2 separate regions of the Canis lupus genome follow, and region 1 is linked to region 2. The links are chromatin contacts, called in public Hi-C maps. All regions are on one chromosome and are shown on one strand. The core of a region is the stretch at or near the end of the contact, and the rest is flanking DNA. Distances in the headings are between cores, read along the strand shown. Region 1 has its middle 23 kb from the start of CSPG4B. Region 2 holds the start of LOC106558737 (sperm-associated acrosin inhibitor-like).

Region 1 (5,395 bases), core at 500-2,999, 220 kb before region 2:
AATAATATTCTATGGTAATGGATGATGACTGTACTTATCCTGGGGAACACTGGGTACTGAATAGAATTGTCAAATCACCATGTTGTACACCTGAGACTAATAGAACCTTGTGTACCAACTATACCTCAATAATGAGTATTAAAACACACACATATTAAATTCTCTACCCTCGAGGCTTTTTCTTTGAAGGTAAATTATCCTGCAAGTAATATAACAATCCAAGAGTTGTATTTTAGGAAAATGAATCTAATAGTATTGTAAATGTTAATCAGGAGAAGGGAAAACCTGGCGTCCAATATTCATTATTGTTTATCAAATGCTGACTCCATGAACATGGCCACTTCATATTTATTATCTTTATTATTTATTTATTTATTTATTTATTTATTTATTTTTAAAGATTTTTATTTATTCATTCATGAGAGACACAGAAAGAGAATGAGGCAGAGACACAGGCAGAGGGAGAAGCAGGCTCCATGCAGGGAGCCCGACGTGGGACTTGATCCCGGGTCTCCAGGATCACACCCTGGGCCGAAGGTGGTGCTAAACCGCTGAGCCACCCGGGCTGCCCCATATATTTATTATCTTTAAACTCCAGGAGTCTTGCTTGGAGCGAATTAAGCAACTCCTTTAGGCCTAGAGTGAAAGGGTGGTAGAACCAAGATGCAAGTTCTGAGTATATGATTCAAAGATTATGATCCTTTCACTACACTGAGACTTGTCTTTCTGGGAAAATGGCTGTGGGATTTGAAGCTGCAGCCCAAGCAAGCACTGAGCCAGAGCTGGGGAGGAATAGTGATGAGATGTGGCTCCAGCCCTCCTCCCGAGCTCAGCCTTCGTGGGTGGTGCAAGTGCCCGCCCCTCCCTGGTCCGATCAGGGGGCTGGGCTCTAAGCCCTGTGGGTGCTGCTGTGGGACCAGTTGGAGGCTTCTCATCTCACTGTGGTCTCGTCTCATTATTAGCCAGCCACCTGGAGAGCTGGGATTGCAGCCAACTCCTCCTTGCATTTCCAGCAGGGCCTTGCCCATCACTGGTACTCCGTACATGTGGAATTGAATCTTCTAGAGGGAGATAGAGAAGTCTAACTACAATTATGGCAGTAGGGCTGGAAAGGAAGTATGGATTCAAATGGTGATGCCGAAAAAAATCTAGAATTATCGACTAGTATATGTGAAAGCGAGAAAGACTTACATGTGATTCTATATAGGTCCAGGAAAAAAAAATATTCAGAGGAGAGGTGGTTAGAGTGGGAGGGGGTTGGGGCCTGACATACTTGGAGCATTACAATGACATTCCAGATGGAGTTAAAATCATGGGGCTGATGGTGGTGAGACAAACCAACTGGAGATGTGTGTTTGCCCATCCTGCTGGCCGGGACTTAAAAACTATCCTGAATTTCACTTCGTTTCATTTCCTCTCATACCACACTAACTGGTCTGGGCCACCAGCGCTTTTGGTCCTGATTATGAGAGATGCTTCTGAACTGGTTTGGCTGTTTTCAGGTTTTGCACCCCCGGCTCACCCCTGACCCGTAGGCAACGTCATCCTTCTAAAATGTCATTCAGTTTGTGCCTCTGCTAGAGCCTGGCCATGGCCTCCCTCCACACTCCGAGTAAAAGTCCGAGTCCTCATAGAAGCCTGCTTGACCCCACCTGATGGGCAGAAGCCCTGCCATCACCCTCAGACCTCGCCCTCCAGCACCCCGTTCCCTCTGACCCAGCTCCAGCAGCACCAGCCTCCGGCCTACACTGTAAGTCAGCCAGGGCCACCCACAGCCTGGGCCTCTGTCCGGGCTGCTTCTCCTGCTGAGAGCCTCTCCTTCCGCTCATCCCGCTCATCCCGATGGTTCACTCCCCTGCCTGCTGGAGGACTTTGCTCAAATGTCATTTTCTGGGTAAGGCCTCCTGCAACCCTTCACTTCCAAGTGACAGTAACCCTACCCCAAACTGACTCTCCTTGCCCTGTTTTGTTTTCTCCCCAGGTCTTATCACCCTCTGACATCCTGCATATTTTCTTTGCTTACTAAATTACTGTTAATTGTTTATTATCCCTCTCCTGACACTAGAAGCTGTGTGTGTGTGTGTGTGTGTGTGTGTGTGTGTGTGTGTGTTTCAGCAAACACTAAGAATGATGCTTGGCATGTGGTGAGCAGTAACTAAATATTAGTTGAATGCCTATTGAATTATTGATGCAGACTAATAGTTTTAGCTGTGAGACAGCCAAGGGCAAGAATGTAAACAGAGAAGAAGGGGACTTTGAACCAACCTTGGCACAGGGGGCTGGGTGTCTGGTCACACCCAAGGCCACGTCACTGAGCTGGAACATAAGCCTATTCACTGACTCCTAGACCACCTGTTGGTCAAGGTACAAAGCAGCTTCATCTCCCAGAGACTGGAAAGCCCAATAAGGGTGAAAGAGTTAGGAGGGAGAGGTATTAACCATTACTGATGACGTGTCAGATCACCAATGCCCAGGGGAAAAAAAAGATAATTATTTTTCGGTCTGTGGCAGCAGACACAACTAAGGATCTGGTGACTTTGCTTGTGGAGGCTGATCCAGGGATTATTATTTTATTATCACTGCTGCCCTACTGTACCCCCTAGAGAAACAAGAGTTACTTTAAAATTAGGCAGGAATCAAACTGACCTCTAGATGTGAACTGTCACCAGAGCATGAGTTACTTTATTGAAATATAGCAGTAGCTTACTAACTTGTGCCCTGGCAGCAGAGAAAACTCAATGTACTTTCTCCAGGAGCTTTAAATGTCACCAGAGATACTTAAAAGACAACAGGTTTGTATCACTTGATGATGCAGTGATATCCTGTTTCCTCTAGCTTTCTCCTAAAAATCTTCTGGTTATTTGCCTGGAACTTTTTACCGTCAAGGTGGTCGTGTGTCTTGAATCATGAAATGTGGGCCCATTGTCCTCTGTCCAAACCCATAAGGTTATTTCAGAAGACATCAGCCCATCATGAGTCCCTGGAAAATTGGTTCATTGAAAGAAAGCTGTGTGACTAATTGCCCGTGGTCCTCCAGACCCAGCTGTCAGGCCGAGTGTTCAGCCAAGCAGCAAGACTCCACTACAAATATCTGCTGATTAGCTCTGCAGCCAGGCAATAAATTGGAAAGCCAAAGAGTAGAGCCAGACCAGTGAAAAATAATTGCCTACTCATCATTGAATCTAGACATGAGAAGACCTCAGGGAGCATCGTTATGAAAATGGCGAAATCTTTGCAATTGTCAGCAGCAATTCTGTGCAGCAGTCTCCATACATGTGATGATCTGTGATAGGATCATCATCATTGCCACCATCATCAACAGCCACAGAAGCAGAATATATTCATTAAATTCCCACTGTCTGTACAGTGCTATTCTGACCACCCAGCAAGCATACTGTCCAGTGCCCCTAGCATTTAGATGTTCACTAACTAATCTAGAATTGTTGCCTAAGGCTGAAGCTGCTTTTCACAGAGATCAGCTTCCATCTGCCTGATGTGTTACCTCATAGTTGTTATTTTAACCTTTCCAACATGATTCATGCTGTCATCAGACACAGGCTACTTTGGATTCCCTGCCCAGAAAGAGTGATGAGATAACATCTGAATAGTATTTTCATGAGTATGAATCCATTTATTCCTCATCATAACTCTGAGGGGCAGGTTTTTTTTTTTCTTTACCGGTTTATAAGTGATGAAACTGAATCTCAGATAAGAAAGGTGACCTATTGATTCATAATCTTGGGTAAGTGGTCGAGTTCATGTTTGATGACTCTGGGAGAAAAGAAATTCCAGAGAGCTATGACCTTTCCAGAGGAGAACCTTAATGGTTTATGAAGAAAAAGAAGAGCACAAACTCTTCTCTTGAAAAGATATTGCTGTCGCCAGTGTGTGTGTGTTTGTGTGTGTGTGTGTGTGTGTAAAGGGAATGAGAGAGACAGAGAGAAAGAGAGAGAATGAGAATGAATCCACTTGTGCTGATTCAAGGAGGAGACTGAGCTGAGGGAAACTATGGGAGTGTAAGTACCAGGCCAAACAGCCAGCTGCTCATAGGGTCGCTGTGGAGAGAGCCCACGGATCCGCCTAAATGGGCAAACCAAGTCACCTGAGGTGCTGAGAGAATTGGGACAGGACCTACATCTGGAAGGGAAAAAGGACTGAACTAGAAAGAAAGGATATCCCCACACAATCATTTCCAGCTCCTGAATAGGCTTTGATTCTGGAAGGAGAATGAGAACATGGAGGACATGGAATGGCCACACGGTGCGGCAAACCTGTGCAAGACTGTGTGACAACAGCCTCTGCTCTGGAGAGCTGGGTCTCACTCTTCCTCAGCTGGGTGACAGTCTCTGTTGCTCTTGCTCCCCCTGCCTGGCCCTCGCCTACCCCTTCGCCTCCCTCCCTTCACCCCTGCAGCTTGCCAGATTCTACTCCTCATCCAGTACCAACCTATAATGGACTTCCTCACTGAAACCTTCCCACTTTTTGCTCCTTGTGCCTTCTAGAACACCATATTTGTAATTTCTTCTCAGGCTCCTCTATTGGAATCTGTGCTCCATTGGAGCAGAGGCCTTGTCCCTATGTCCAGTACTGTGCCTCCAGTTCCTAGGAGAGAATTTGGTACAAAGAAGAGACCTAGTCTGTACTTTTTAAATAGAATTGAATGAAGATTTCTTGGATTCACTTCAGTGGACTCAGCAAATGCCATTATCCAGTGATCAGAAGATACTGTTTCAGAAGAGAAACATGGGCAGAGACTGTAACTCCTAAAGCTTCATCTTTGAAAGTACTACTATCCTTCTGAAACATTTTTGTGTGTTGATTAACTTTCCTTTCATCATCATTCTGGAATTCATGTCAAGAGTATAGACCAGGTTAAGTTCCTTTCAGGGGCTACTGAGGGATACTCCACGTTTCTGAAAGATCTCATGACTTGTAACAAACCACCTCAGTACACACTGGCTAAAACAATTATTTATTCTTTCTCACAATCCTGTGAGTCAGATATTGAGTTAGGACTTGCTTGGCTGCTCCACAGGCATTGGCTGGTGTCACTGACTCAGCTGCCTCTAGGTGGCAGCCAGACTGGGCTACACAGCCCAACAAGACTTCACTTACACATACAAGACATGTGACCATGTATGATACCTTCGTGATCCTTCATGTGGCTTCTTTCCCCACAAGCACTCCTCCTTTGGTAATCTAGTCCACTTCTTTACAGCATGGTTTCTGGCTTCCTGAGGGAAAGGAAAGTTGCTGAGATCTTTAAAGGTAGGCCTAGAATCAACTAAGTATTCTTTAGCCCATTCTACTGGTCAACATAAGTCACAAGATTGGCTCATACTCAAATGGAGGGGAAATGGACCCCATCTCTTGGTGGATGGAGCAGCATGTGTGA
Region 2 (5,141 bases), core at 2,285-4,784:
ATAGATACAATGGCATGTTATTCAGTCTTAAAAAGGAAGGAAATTCTGACACATGCCACACATGGATGAAACTTGAAGACATTATGCTAAGCGAAAGCAGCCAAACATAAAAGGACAAATATTATATGATTCCACTTAGGTTAGGTAAATAGAGACAAAAAGTGGAATGGGGATTGCCAGGGGCTGGGCGTGAGCAGGGATGGGAGTTGTTTAGTGGGTAGAGTTTCAATTTGGGAAGATAAAGAGGTGGGTGGTGGTCACTGTTGCACAACAATGTAAATATACTTAATGCCACTGAAGTCTACACTTAAAAATGGTTAAGACGGTAAATTTTTTATCTGTGTTTTTACACAATTAAAAAGAAACACATAAAGAATCATTCACAGGCAGACTCAAAACTGTACTGGTAGGGTTCCCAGTCTTTCTTTTGGATACCGCTACATATAGCAAACAAACAGACAAACAAACAAACAAAAAGATGAGGAAGTGTAGTAAATTAAAGATGGCCACAAATTCTTTGCTACTCCTTCAATTAAGACGTGGAGTCTTGTTCTCCCCTTGAATCTAGGCCGGCTTAGTGTCTTCTTGACCAATAGATTATGAGAGAAGGAACTTCTGGGATCCTAGGCTAGATCATAAGAAGTCCTACTCTTAAAAAAAAAAAAAAAAAAAAAAATAAGTCCTACTCTACTGCTTGGAACAGCTCACTCTCTGCATTTTCTGTCTCTCAGAGCTCCCAGAGAAGCACTTTGTTGTGAGAAACCCAAACCAGAGAAAGAGGCCACACGCAGGCACTCTGATGGATGGCTCTAGCTGAGCCAGTAGGGCTTCCAGCCTGAGTCACCAATAACAACATCCATTTGAGCCTGACGTTAACTATAGTTTCAGCTCACACCTGATGGCAAATGTGTAAGAGAGCCCAAACTAGAACCACCCAGCCAAGCCCAGTCAACCCACAGTATCATGACAGATCATAACAAATTGTGTTAAACCACTAACTTCTGCAGTGGTTTATGATGTAGGTACCATAGTGATGTCCATTTTTACTTGGTAGACCTGAAGCCAAGAGTTGAAATGCTTGCTCACGGTCTCATGCCAGTAAGCAGAGAACTCACATTTGAACCAGAGCTTTCTAAACTTCTAAAATTGTAAAGCCTGCATTGCTGACTACTGAATATACAGTTTCTCAGCTGAAACAGCTGTAAAAGGATTTACTTCTCAAAAAATCCCGAATTTAAATTCATAGCTGAGGGTAGCCTCGGCGGCCCAGTGGTTTAGCGCCGCCTTCAGCCCAGGGTGTGATCCTGGAGACCAGGGATCGAGTCCCACATTGGACTCCCTGCATGGAGCCTGCTTCTCCCTCTACCTGTGTCTCTGCCTCTTTCTCTCTGTGTGTGTGGTGAATAAATAAAATCTTTAAAAAATAATAAATCCATAGCTGGTTTTACCACATTACTAAACTCCAAGTGTAATGTGGCTGACCCTGACGTACATGGTACCTCCTGCAGTTGTGCCTTACACAGGCCGCATAGCCCTAAGTGGACCTGAACAAACCCTGTCCTCTATTCTCAACCACAGCCTGTTCTCTTAAGTGTTAAGACCTTCTAACAAATATCAGTCCTCATTTAAAGGCCTAAGAAGTTTCAAGGGAGGAGAGAGGTTGGTGCTAGAACCTATGTCAGTATGAGAAGTAAGAGGTATTTAAAAATACCTAAGGGGAGCCTGGGTGGCTCAGTCAGTTAAGCGTCTGCCTTCAACTCAGGTCAAAATCCCAGGGTTCTGGGATTGGATCCTGTGTCGGGCTCCCCCCTCTGTGGGGAGTCTGCTTCTCCCTTTGCCTTTGCCCCTCTCTCGGTCTCTCATGCATAAAATAAAAATAAAATCTTAAAAAGTTTTAGCTAAAAAGTAGGGAGTTAAAAAAACAAACAAACCCACAGTGGTTCAGGGCCATTTAGCGTCGGGCAGATTTCACTGTAGAGGGCAGAGCTTCCCTGATGATGCCACTGTATGAGAGCAGGGAACACTAGCTCAGGACTCTAATAAAAACCCACATCACGAAGGAACAAAAAAATCTCAGAGGTAAAGGGATGCACACATTCTACCTTAAAATGTTAAAACTGGGGCGCCTGGGTGGTTCAGTCAGTTAAGCGTCCAACTCTTGATTTCGGCTCAGATCATAATCTTCGGGTTCTGAGAGTGAGTCTTGTGTAGGGCTCTGCACTCATCAGGGAGTCTGCTTATTCTTCCTCCTCTACTTCTCTGTCTCCCCTCTCCCCTCCCCCTTACAAATGAATAAATAAAATCTGAGTAAAAGAATATTAAAACTAGGGCAGCCCGGGTGGCTTAGCAGATTAGTGCCGCCTTCAGCCCAGGGCGTGATCCTGGAGACCCGGGTTCGAGTCCCACGTCAGGCTCCCTGGGTGGAGCCTGTTTCTCCCTCTGCCTCTCTCTCTCTCTGTCTCTCATGAATAAATAAATAAAATCTAAAAAAAAGAAAAAGATTGTTAAAACTAGTTAAGTCTATTTATACACAGCAGGCATATATCACTCAGAAACCATCTTGATTCAGCATTTATTACAATGTTTGTGGATATCCTTTTGTTGGGACACCAGCTGGCTCAGTGGTTAAGCCTCTGCCTTCAGCCCAGGGCGTGACCCTGGAGACCCGGGATCGAGTCCCACGTCGGGCTCCCTGCATGGAGCCTGCTTCTCCCTCTGCCTGTGTCTCTGCCTCTATCTGTGTGTGTCTCTCATGAATAAATAAACAAAATCTTAAAAGATACATACTTTGTTTCTCTCTCTAAATTTGAAGTAGGAAACACATCTCATTTGTATTTCTGGTCCCACCATAGTACATTTTTACCAAAGGAGGAAGGCTAATGAAATTCAGTAATATACTGATTTAAAGACTTGACCCATTTGCACCCAGATAAGTCCCTTGTATCTATGCCAGGCTCAGTGCCAGACACTTGCGTATAGAATTCCTATTTGTTTTTCTAAACAATCCGGAAAACAGAAAAAGCCACGGTGTTTATTGTTTGTTTAAGTTCAAATACGGAAGAAATCGAGGAAAGGAACGGACACGGGAAGGGGATGTCATTCTCACTTAGAGGAGTAAGGTGACGTGAAGGCGGGCGTTAAGATGAACAGTATATAACTATGATGAGGTCTTGTTGCCTTTTCTTCCCAGAGCCCTAACTCGAGACACGTGGTGTGAGACGTGGAATGGCACAGCTAGAACTCTGATAAGCTGCCAAGATAAGCTGAAACCTATGAGACCAAAGCATAGTGGGGAAAGCGGGAAGACCAGCTTCGGCCTCGAGGAAGGAATAGGAAGGCCCCCCCCCCCCCAAAAAAAAAAAAAAGTAAAAAAAGTCTTCTTTTAGCTAAACGAAACGAATTCTGGCAAAGTCCCTACTGGAACGCAGTCCTTTGACTCCAAAAGCTTACCCAAGGCCGCCCAACACCTGCGAAGCGAGCACCTGCCTCCCCAGCGTCAGACTCCAGGCGCTTCCGGCGCGCCGACGCCCTCCCGGAAACAGGGACGGGCCCCACCCGCCCCCACTCCCCCCGCCCCCATCAAACCGCCACGCTCAACATGGCTGCCGTGACTCGAAGCCTGCGTCCCACACCCAACATGGACACCGGGAGCGAGCCCAGCCCCGGAAGGCAACCCTCCGGAAATGCCCGAGCGGCGGCGGAAGCGGAAGCGCCGCGGCGGTGGGGGCCGCGGGAAGTGTCGGTCGCGCTTCTCCCACCCTCTCAACCACAATAACAGACAGAGGGCCGGCTTAGGTGAGGTGGCGGCCGAGTGGGCCCGGGGACCAGCGGCAGGCCGCAGAGCCGTGGGTGTAGGTGTGTGTGTGGGCGGCGGGGACGGCAGGGGCGGGGAGGAGGCCGTCTGGGGGCTCCCGGGCTCCCGGGCTCCCGGGCTCCCGACAGCCTGGACTCTCGGTCTCTGGCCCCTTTCGGGCCTCGATCTGCCGGGAGAGCAGAGATTGGGTGTGTGGGTGTTGGCCTTGTAGGCCCTGGTTGCGGGGTTTGCTTACCTCGTCCAGACCTGGCCGAAGATTCTAGCATATAGAATCCTCTCTGGGTTTAGGTTTCCCCAGAATGGGGGCGGGGTGGGGGGTTGGCCTGGGCAATTCATGGGACACCCTCCCACCCGGGGCGCCACGAATTCTACAGTGTTAACGCTGTCAGTGTTTAAGCCGATATGTTGAGGAAGATCTGTAGTCAGCGTGCTGAGGGGATGTCCCTTGGCAAGACGCAGGGAATACAGCTTTGAGAGGCGGCCAGGCCTGGGTTCAGGAGCCTCAAGTTCTAGTCTTACCTTGCCACCGACTCCCTGTGTGACCTTGCCCAGGTCCATTACCTTCTGCTATAGCACACCTTGCGTATCTGTAAAATGAAAGTGTTGGTTGCCTCTGATGCTTCTCCTAGCTCTGAAAATCAGATTACCAGCTCCCGTTAAAGGAGTCTTTCCTTAGAGACAGACCTGAAAAGCTTGTCTTCTCTGCCTCCTGGATAGCTAGGAATTGACTGATAAGAGATGTCTACGTGTTTCTTTCCAGGCCCCAAACTGGCCAAGGGCAGCTGGGTACTTAGGAAGGTTCTTGTGCAGGGAGAAACTCTGTCCTGACGACTTTGTTTTATGAATCCATGCCAGCAGTGTAAAAACACACCTGTGTGAGTAATGGGAGACCTCTCTCTCTTTTATTTTTTTGTCCTAGAGCTGCTGTTAACTAGCTGGCACTTTGGGCAAATTCCTTTGGGCTCTCTGGACTTGGGATTTCTCAGCTAGCAAATGAGAGCGTTGGATTAGGTCACTGGTTCTTAATCCTCTTTCCCATACCCTGAGCACAATTGAAGAATAAAATAATGGCTCTATAAGGCCCTGGTTTTCAGGGTGAGAGAAGGGGTGGGATGTGGAAAGCTACATGTTGTGTAGTCCTATAGATTGAAAAAAAATGTGCTTGTAATTTTTAACTTCTGACAGTTAACTGGTTTAGGTGACCCCTGAGGTTCCTTTTGTCTTTTTAAAAATTGCAGTGCTGTGATTCTTATGTTCTCCTAGGGTAAGGAATATAGGTTGTGGGTGTGTGTGTGTTTATTTATTTTTGTAAGATTTTATTTTTAGG

Evidence for each region. A called contact is a pair of places that touch in the nucleus more often than the background predicts.
Region 1: a Hi-C map of skin fibroblasts shows a contact between it and region 2, with 3 times the contacts expected there. The contact joins the enhancer-like site here to the promoter of LOC106558737 in region 2. A contact is called at or near these places in 3 of 9 Hi-C or Micro-C datasets (amygdala, skin fibroblasts and tumor fibroblasts).

Annotation. Positions count from the first base shown.
Region 1 is chr4:61,550,020-61,555,414 of UU_Cfam_GSD_1.0, reverse strand. No RefSeq gene overlaps it. Among named protein-coding and RNA genes, the nearest start is that of CSPG4B, 23 kb to the left of the region's middle. Within about 2 kb of position 1,749, at least 4 of the 20 cell types and tissues checked have an H3K27ac peak or open chromatin away from gene starts, as enhancers often do.
Region 2 is chr4:61,329,080-61,334,220 of UU_Cfam_GSD_1.0, reverse strand. It overlaps LOC106558737 (sperm-associated acrosin inhibitor-like), which reads right to left and starts at 3,534. Exons shown (of 6, transcript XM_038535104.1): 1 at 3,451-3,534. FBXO38 (F-box only protein 38) reads left to right here and starts at 3,670. Exons shown (of 22, transcript XM_038535096.1): 1 at 3,670-3,795.